Regions from separate parts of the Gossypium hirsutum genome. Here regions 1 and 3 are each linked to region 2. A link is a contact called in public Hi-C data. All regions are on one chromosome and are shown on one strand. Each heading gives the region's core, a stretch centred on a gene start, on an enhancer-like site or on the middle of the called end of the contact. The rest is flanking DNA. Distances are from core to core; before and after follow the strand shown.

Region 1 (2,700 bases), core at 27-2,526, 330 kb after region 2:
TTGCAAACAGTAAAATCTCATATCCGAAAACAGAAACAACACTGATAATATCTCACCTATCCATTGTGCCCATTGCACAATCAAGTTAGTGAACAAAAGCACCGCCCAATGTAAATGCTCCTTCCATTGCCCTTCAACCCAAATACACTCTGGCGTTTTCCCCTGTAACATATCGGAGAAGGTAAATTTAATGTTAGCAGTACTCTTTCTCCCCTTTCTTGCAATAAAGCTTAATTAAAATAAGCAATGGCATAATCACCTCTGAATGCCTGCCATCGTAATCACGATTCCCTAACAAAGGTTCATCTAAACCATGTAATCCCGTCATCATATAATTTCCATTGCTCATCCTGCCAACGTCCCCATGATCAAGCCGCCTTCGCAAGGCACCAGGCCTCATTAATTACAGCTCAAGATTTGCACCAATTCTTCCTTAAACCCTAACAAATTCTTTCTTTTTTTGAAAAAAAAAGGAACAAAATATATATCAAAATCCCCCGAACTGCTAAAATAGATTAAACAAGCAACTATGCAAATTTTGAATTAGCAATGAAAATGGTTGGCAACACAATACTCTTCCAAATTTAAAATTAGTCACCAATTTGGATCTCAAAACTGCTATATTACAAAAATTAAGCAAGCAATCAGAAATTCAAATGACGAAGAAAAACATCCAATTTCGGCATCAAAATTCTATTGAAAATTTCAAATTAGGTTTAAAATTTGCATCCAAAACGGATAAAAAAGAAAAGAAAACTTACAGGAATATTGAAATCGAATTTGGAGAAGGCCTTAACGTAGAGTAAGAGGAAACCCAGAAGTGTAAGGAAAGCTGGTAAACCCCCGAAGAAAGAAAGAAAGAAACAATAAAAGGTAGGTTAGTAAATAAGGAAATAACAGAGCTTTAAGAAATTTGAAACTCTATTATTTCAATCCCTCCCCTCCGGTATGTGTCCTTTATATATTGTTATTAGAGTTCCTTCCTGGTCGTTAGGACGTTTGAGTTGGAGGGGGAAGCGATTCTTCTAAATTCCAATTTTAATTAATAATGATTATTCTCATACTAATTGTTGAGGCCAGCTGTGGATCCGCTTGTGGGCTTGTGATCTGTAAAACAAAGTAAATTAAGAGGCCCAGAATTTCAGCTTTGAGAGCTTCTCATTGCTTAAGTTAGTGTATGAATAACAAAAGATAAGCAAGGTAAGAGATGATAATGGAGGAATGAAGAGATCATATTTGAGGTAAACTCGAGCTTTAGTATATGTTATTGAGTTTCTGAGTTGTCCGTTGTCTGTCTACCTTTATTTTACATCCATTTTGTTAATTCATTGATTGATATAATGTCTCTTATTTGTTAGGGATGTTAGTAACTCACGTTTTGTACATAGTGTATGAATTATGTTGAAGCTTTTTTTTTCTTATTACAAAATGGGTTTTTTATTTGTCATGTGATCCTATTAGTTTAACAAATAAGCTCTAGATTTTTATGACTTTGAGCTCGATTTAAGTTTTTCAATTATTTAAATATTGAACTTTTTGTTAGTTAGTTTGTGCTTCTATCAACTTATTCTTTCTAATATTTAAGGGAATTTGGGGCTGACATAAGCATCCTCTGTATGTAAAGTCCAATACCCTGATAAGGGAAGAAGATTCGAGCAAAAATATGAAGGAAAAAGGAAGAAACAGAGAGAAGAGAGAACGAGAATTCAGAAAGAAGAAATGAAGAAGAAAACCATCTGTAATTTCATAACTACCTCACCCTTCTCTGATTGGTCCATAAAAAGAGTGAGTAACGAATAGAATTTAACAACCGAGCAGTAACAGAAATAAGCTCAATAAGCACTGTTTAACTTGTACGGCTACTTACCCTAAACTTACCGTTTCAAGTACTGATCTAATTCTCCCCTTGCACCATTTTCATTAGAATACTAATTCCAAAAACACAGTGTTTTGCTACAATAATAAAATTAACAGAATTAAAAAAATAGTTAACCGTTACTACTAATTATTCCATTTCAAGTAGTCCCCTCCCGAAGATGATCCTTGCCCTCAAGGATCAAACAGTGGAAATTTCTGCTGAAACTCGCTCAAACGTTCCCACGTGGAATCTTTAGGAAAAATGTTGGTCCATTCTACTAGCACCTCAGTAGCTGCCTGATTTCCTTGTTTCACTATCCTTCTATCAAGAATGCGAACTGGTAGCTTGACAAGGTTGCCTTTAGAATCTACAGGGGGTAAAGTAGTAGAACTAGGAGTTGAGCCAATGTGTTTTTTGAACTGAGACACGTGAAAGGTAGAGTGAATACGAGCATCAGTTGGTAGAGTCAGTTTGCATGTGACCTTACCCCTCTTAGCTTCTACTAGATAGGGTCCGAAATAGCGAGGAGATAACTTCGGATTACCCCATTTCCTGATGGAGTGTTGCCTATAGGGTTGAAGTTTCAAATAGACCAAGTCACCTACTTGAAATTCCCTATCAGAGTGCCTCTTGTCAGCCATCTATTTCATTCTCTCTTGTATCCTCTTTAGATGGAATCGTATTATGTTCCTAGTTGCCTCCCTCTACTGTAAACCACGATCTACTATTGCAACTAGAAAGGATCCTGCCAAATAGGGTATATGATAAGGAGGTTCTTGGCTATACAAGGCCTCAAATGGAGTGATCTAATGGCAGGATGATAAGTAGTATTATACCACCAT
Region 2 (2,929 bases), core at 239-2,738:
CATACTGAGGACCCTGAAATGATAGAACTAAAAATTAATATAAAATAAATGGAGGACATTAAAATGGAAAAAAAAAAGTTCAACACTGGAAGCTCGAATAAAGTTAATTTAATCCATTCAAGTAATGCTGAAGAACCGGGTTAGCCTGATTTGAGCAGGAAAAAAATGGTAAAAACTTGGAAGTTGAAATCTGTTAGTCCAAGTTAATTATAAAATGACACGAAAAAGCAAATTTCAACACCCTTTTTAAAACATCTTATTTACCATCTTGAAATTCATTACTAATAGTTGCATTGTATTCATGAAATTCGAGAAACTCATTTTAATAAACATTTTCTATAACCTCAAATCCACCTTCGTTTTTTTTCTTTTTTTTCCCCTTTTTTTTTACTTTCCTAGACTCCAAACAGAACTTGACTATCACAACAATCGGCTAAAGTCATTTCTTACAAAATTAAAACCCCCAAAAAGAACACATTTCTAAAACCATTTACATAACCAGAAATCTCTATCCATCCTGCTTAACCCATCAACTAAAAAGAGACTTTAAGTAACAAAAAAGAACAAATTTCAGAACCCATCTCTTTTTTTCTATAACCTCAAATCCACCTTCGTTTTTTTTCTTTTTTTCCCTTTTTTTTTACTTTCCTAGACTCGAAACAGAACTTGACTATCACAACAATCAGCTAAAGTCATTTCTTACAAAATTAAAACCCCCAAAAAGAACACATTTCTAAAACCATTTACATAACCAGAAATCTCTATCCATCCTGCTTAACCCATCAACTAAAAAGAGACTTTAAGTAACAAAAAAGAACAAATTTCAGAACCCATCTCTTTTTTTCATTTTCCCACGCTTTGCCAGCATCCCTAGCACACCTTAACTATGAAAACCTCCTCCCGACCCGACCTCATAAAATAAAATTTAAAAGAAAAGCTTGAAAATATTTACCACGCTGTTACAGTTAATGCAACGACGATTAGGAGGCAGCTTCATGAGACCTCTTATTATCTTTTCGTTTCTTTCTTCTTCTTTTCTACTTCCCATTTCTCAATATAAGAAAATAATGATCTTCCAAAATTAACAAAAACCTCAAACAAACCCTAAAAAGCTTCAAAAAACCAATAATAAAAACCCAGCATGAATATTTTTTTGGTCGAAACCAAGGTAACCATCACCGATATCACCGGTAACAGTGACTATTCCCCTTGCTCTTCTAAGAGATATACGGCTGAACATAAAATATGCACCATCCCGGATACTTTATTTTGCAGCATGCATCGAGGGAAACTGGAAATTTTAGAGGTTTGGTTTTTGGGGGAATTTTTATTGTTTTTCCGAAAGAAAAAGGAAATGTTGATTGTTTTATACTCAGCTGTCTGTGATTGGGACAAGAACGCTCTGTGCCTTTCATTTTTTTTATCAAAAATATTATTAAAAATATGAAATTTAAAATTTAAATAATTTTATAACGCATATTGGATGGAATGGATATATTGCTCCTTCCACCAGATAAAGGTGGAAGAAGAAATTTTATATTGGAAATATATTTCAAAAAATTTAGTCAGAGGATGTGGTGAAGATTTATTTATGTATTTAAATATAATTTTAAATAACTTTTTTAATATAGTTATTATCAATCAATTAAGCAACGGTCGATAAGATCTGCTTAACAAACAATCATCCAACGGCCGAAATCAAACCTCAGCTTTTCTCTTTTATCTGTCTGTCACCCACCCCATTCTCTCCTCTCCCTACACCTCCCTCTCTCCTTGTACTCACTCTTCGCATTCTCAAGATAGTTTCTTCTCCCATGGCTACTCTCATTAAGACGCTGCCGTTTAAGTCCCCTCCTCCTCTAACTCCACCTGCTACAACCTTTTCCTTAAACTCTTCGAAGCCCTTCCATGTCTGCTTCAAACAAAGACTTCCTCCTTCAAGCCGTCCCCTCCGCTTCAGCTTCACTCCCTCTCTTCGCTTCCTCAAATTGGTTCCTTTTGCTTCCACTGGAGGTGAAACTGACACTATTCATACCCAACAACAAGTTCAAGAACCCCAAATTGAGGTAACTTACAATGGCTCCCATTTTTTTCTGGGTGTGAATTTCTTGTCCTAGTTTATACGTTTATGTTATATTTCTTGAAAAATTGATAATATCATGTATGGGTGTTGGAACTTAACGTTGAAGCTTGCTAGAAATGAGCAAAAAGATGGTAACTTGCTAATGTATAGAATTTAGCTGTATCGAGGAATTTTCTTATCGAAAATCTTCTGTTCTTTGTAGCTTTATCGATTGGATATGCTTCACCGACTATAGACGGCTACTTTTCCCACATTTAGTAGTTATCATGAGCATTGTTAAGTTGTCCTACGTTTATTGTCCCACACCATGTTCAAATAGATATAAGACATAGTTTATCGAATGTTGGGGCAATCAACTTTTTTTTTCTTTTTGTGGCTACTCGACACGGTATTGGATAATGTCGTTCACTTTAGCATTTCCCAATTACCATTTACTAAATAGTTTAATGCACGGAAGCTTTTTGATATTTCGTGGCTATCATAGCTTTTCTATGATTAGGAGTGTTTAGAGGGATTTTTAATGGAATCCAATCAAATTATTTTAAAATTCACATGAAGGAGCAAATGAGCAATTTGTGTGGATTGAAAAGAATCAGTGAAATCTAGCAATGAACTAGGAGATTGTTCTCTTTTAGGCCATGGGGATGAGGTCAAGCTGAAACTGATGAAGATTGGGTTGAAGGGAATCAGGACTTGAGTTTTAAGTGCATTTGTCTTTGTAACAATTATTGTGTAGTTTCTAGGCTTCTAGGCATGTTATATCCTGAATTTACAGTGGCCAACTTTATACTTGGTTCAATGCTATTCATCTTGAAAGTGAAACATGGTGTTATAGAAATTTATAGC
Region 3 (2,991 bases), core at 167-2,666, 360 kb after region 2:
ACCAACCTAGAATCTACAAAGTTGTAAGTACCACCAGAATTAACAAGAATAATAGCCTCCATGTGACCAATTTTAGCTAAAAACTTTATCATATTATGACTTTGAGATCCATTAAGGGCATTTAAGGACAACACTAGAGCTACTAAGTCAGATTCATCTTTTGTGGTTTCCAACTTCACAGGACAGTCTTGGAACTCTTCAGGAGAAGGAATTTGGAGCTCACTTGCTGGCTTAGTGGAAGCCTCAATCACCAGTTGATATAGCTGTGATTTAACATATTTATGCCCTGGTGTATATTTGAATGCACACCAATAACATAACCTTTTCTTTCTTCTATCATCCGTTTTAGATTGGGAGATGGCCTTAGAAGGATTTTTGTTATTAGGAACCATAGGAGTATGGCCCCTTGAAGCAATAGAATTCTCAGGTTGGTGTATGCTTTAACAGGAGAAAACAAGGGTTTAGAGTAACTAGAGTGTCCCTCTATAGGAGTAGTCTTCTAAGGAACAGTGCTTACAATATCCTCCATTTGAAGAGAAATTGTTAACCCTTCTATTAAGGTTGTGGGTTTAAATAACTTCAAATGTTGTCCAATCTCAGGTTTATGGTTGTAAACAAATATGCTTAATGCATAACTTTCTAGTAATGCAATTGGTTCAAGAGACTTACAAAGTTATCATGATAGTGCTCAACTGTGCTTGTTCGAATGGTCATGCTCAATCTGGAAGGTAGATTTACCAACATTCTCAGCCTAAAAAAACTATTCTAGTTTGGACCACCAAATTCAAAAATTTTTCCCATCAAATCGAGGACATTGTAACTAAAACATTTTTCCAATAGAATCTACTATGCTAACTCAAGAGGGAGTGCCCAAGTGGCCCACCTCAGTTGTTGGTGACATAGCCAAACTGTCCTTAGGTGGAAACCCTGGTGGGGGTGTTCCTAGGAGTCCATTGCCTCGATCTTGACCCATTCCGTGAGCACTAGTAGATGACGATCCAAAGTACTGCTCAAAGAAAAAATGCAGCTCAGATTTGATTTCTCTTCTGATTTCACCTTTGAACTCTTCGCGGAAGTCCTTGAACTATGAATCTAACTTGGCATCCAATTTGCTATCAAGCTGAGAAAATTCACGTTGCAACAAGCCCATGTTCTTCTGTAGATACGTAGTGATTCCATCATTGGCCATGAGAATCGTGTGGCTTTGATACCTTTGATGAGGGAAGAAGATTCGAGTAAAAAAAATGAAGGAAGAAGGAAGAAATAGAAAGAAGAGAGAATGAGAATTCAAAGAGAAGAAATGAAAAAGAAAACCATATATAATTTCATAACTGCCTCACCCTTCTCTGATTGGTCCATAAAAAGGTGAGTAATGGACAGAATTTAACAACCTGGCAATAACAGAAATAAGCTCAATACGCACCCGTTTAACTTGTATGACTACTAACCCTAAACTCACCGTTTTAAGTATTGATCAATTCCCCCCTTACACGCACTGTTTTCATTAGAATACTAAAGTCCCAAAACGCAGTGTTTTGCTACAGTACTAAAATTAACAGAATTACAAAAATAGCTAACTGTTGTTACTAATTATTCCATATCATACCCATACCATATCCATAAGAAAAATAATGATTAATTGAATATTCAAAATTTAAAATTTTACTACTCTAAAATATATTGAAACTAATTTTAAGGGCTAAGTGGTTTGCCTCACTTTGGGGTAAACTTGAATTTTGATTTCCATCTTAATTCGACTTGTTTTGCTGTCTATAAATAATAAATAATAAATAATATTTTATATTTTATATTTTTATAATTTAATTAAAATTAAAATATTTTAAAACAATAAAATATAATAACTTTAGAACCGAATATCCACCCCAATCATTAACACCTTTACTTATGATTTATTTGAAGTGAAATAAAAAAATAAGAATATTTATTTTTAATTAAGAAATTATTTATCATTTAATTTATTTTAATTTCAATGAAATTAATAAGTTGGTTTATTATTTTAAAGGGGTTTTTTTATAAAGGAAAGGATAAGGAGTGTTTAAGGAATGAATTCAAAATGTGATTTCTTTTTGAGTAAATTACATCAACAGTCACTCAACTTTGATATAGTTGACTAAATAGTCACTCTAATTTCAATTCAATCACTCAAATTTTAAAAAATAACAAATCAGTTCTCTAACCATTTTTCGTTAAGATGTAACAGAAAAGTGACCTGGCATTTAACCGGCCACCGCGTTATTTTGAACCTAAAATATATATAAGGGTAAATTACACCAACAATCACTCAACTTTGATCTCAATGACAAAAAAATCACTCAAATTTGATCTCAATGACAAAACAGTCACTCAACTTTCAAAACAGCCACCCAATTTTCAAAAAATAACAAATATGTCCTACTAACTTTCAAAAAGTCAGACACCCAAAAAGAAAAAGAAATAAAACCCTTGAATGAATTTTTCTTGTTTAGGAAGAAAGTTGAAAACCATGACGCGATTCAAATCCCTTTCCAAGGACTGGGCTTACCTCACCTCTACCCCAACTTTCGTTGCTGACCATCTCCGCCGCTCTTCTTCTAATCTATATCTCATCCTCTTTTGCTACAATACCTAGTCCAATTTTGACTTTGGGATCTTCGCTGCTCTTCTTCTAATCTATCTCTCATCCTTTTTTGCTATAATACCTAGTCCAATTTTGACTTTAGGATCTTGTTAATCACTGACCGGACCCAAAATTTCACTTGTGATTTTGTTTATGATTTTGTTTTATGCAACTTGATAATGTTGGCAATGGAGTTAGTGTTGTTTAGCTTAATCGACGACCCTTTTGTTTATATCATCATATCTTATGAAGATCTAGACAAATCCGAGTTGTTTTGGTTCTTGAGTCGCTTGAATGTTGCTTTAGAGGATTTTCTCCTTACCAGTTTGGTTGTGGGTACTGATAGTTTGACCTAAAATTGTCTGCAATCCCAT

Evidence for each region. Hi-C and Micro-C count contacts between places; a contact is called where the count stands out from the background.
Region 1: a Hi-C map of hypocotyl shows a contact between it and region 2, with 3 times the contacts expected there. The contact joins the promoter of LOC107948934 here to the promoter of LOC107948928 in region 2. A contact is called at or near these places in 14 of 34 Hi-C or Micro-C datasets (anther, callus, fibers and 3 more).
Region 3: a contact with region 2 is called in a Hi-C map of fibers, with 2.7 times the contacts expected there. The contact joins the enhancer-like site here to the promoter of LOC107948928 in region 2. A contact is called at or near these places in 3 of 34 Hi-C or Micro-C datasets (fibers and leaf).

What each region holds. Positions count from the first base shown.
Region 1 is chrD11:49,809,502-49,812,201 of Gossypium_hirsutum_v2.1, forward strand. It overlaps LOC107948934 (ELMO domain-containing protein A), which reads right to left and starts at 1,277. Exons shown (of 10, transcript XM_016883602.2): 1 at 762-1,277; 2 at 260-454; 3 at 57-162. The coding sequence starts at 400.
Region 2 is chrD11:49,482,740-49,485,668 of Gossypium_hirsutum_v2.1, forward strand. LOC107948928 (protein GrpE) reads left to right here and starts at 1,489. Exons shown (of 3, transcript XM_016883595.2): 1 at 1,489-2,066. The coding sequence starts at 1,815. It overlaps LOC107948926 (probable ADP-ribosylation factor GTPase-activating protein AGD14), which reads right to left and starts at 1,169. Exons shown (of 13, transcript XM_016883593.2): 1 at 953-1,169; 2 at 1-13. The coding sequence starts at 1,048.
Region 3 is chrD11:49,838,980-49,841,970 of Gossypium_hirsutum_v2.1, forward strand. No RefSeq gene overlaps it. Among protein-coding and RNA genes, the nearest start is that of LOC107948935, 16 kb to the right of the region's middle. Within about 2 kb of position 1,417, at least 7 of the 9 cell types and tissues checked have an H3K27ac peak or open chromatin away from gene starts, as enhancers often do. A contact at or near this core is called in fibers and leaf, where this site is marked.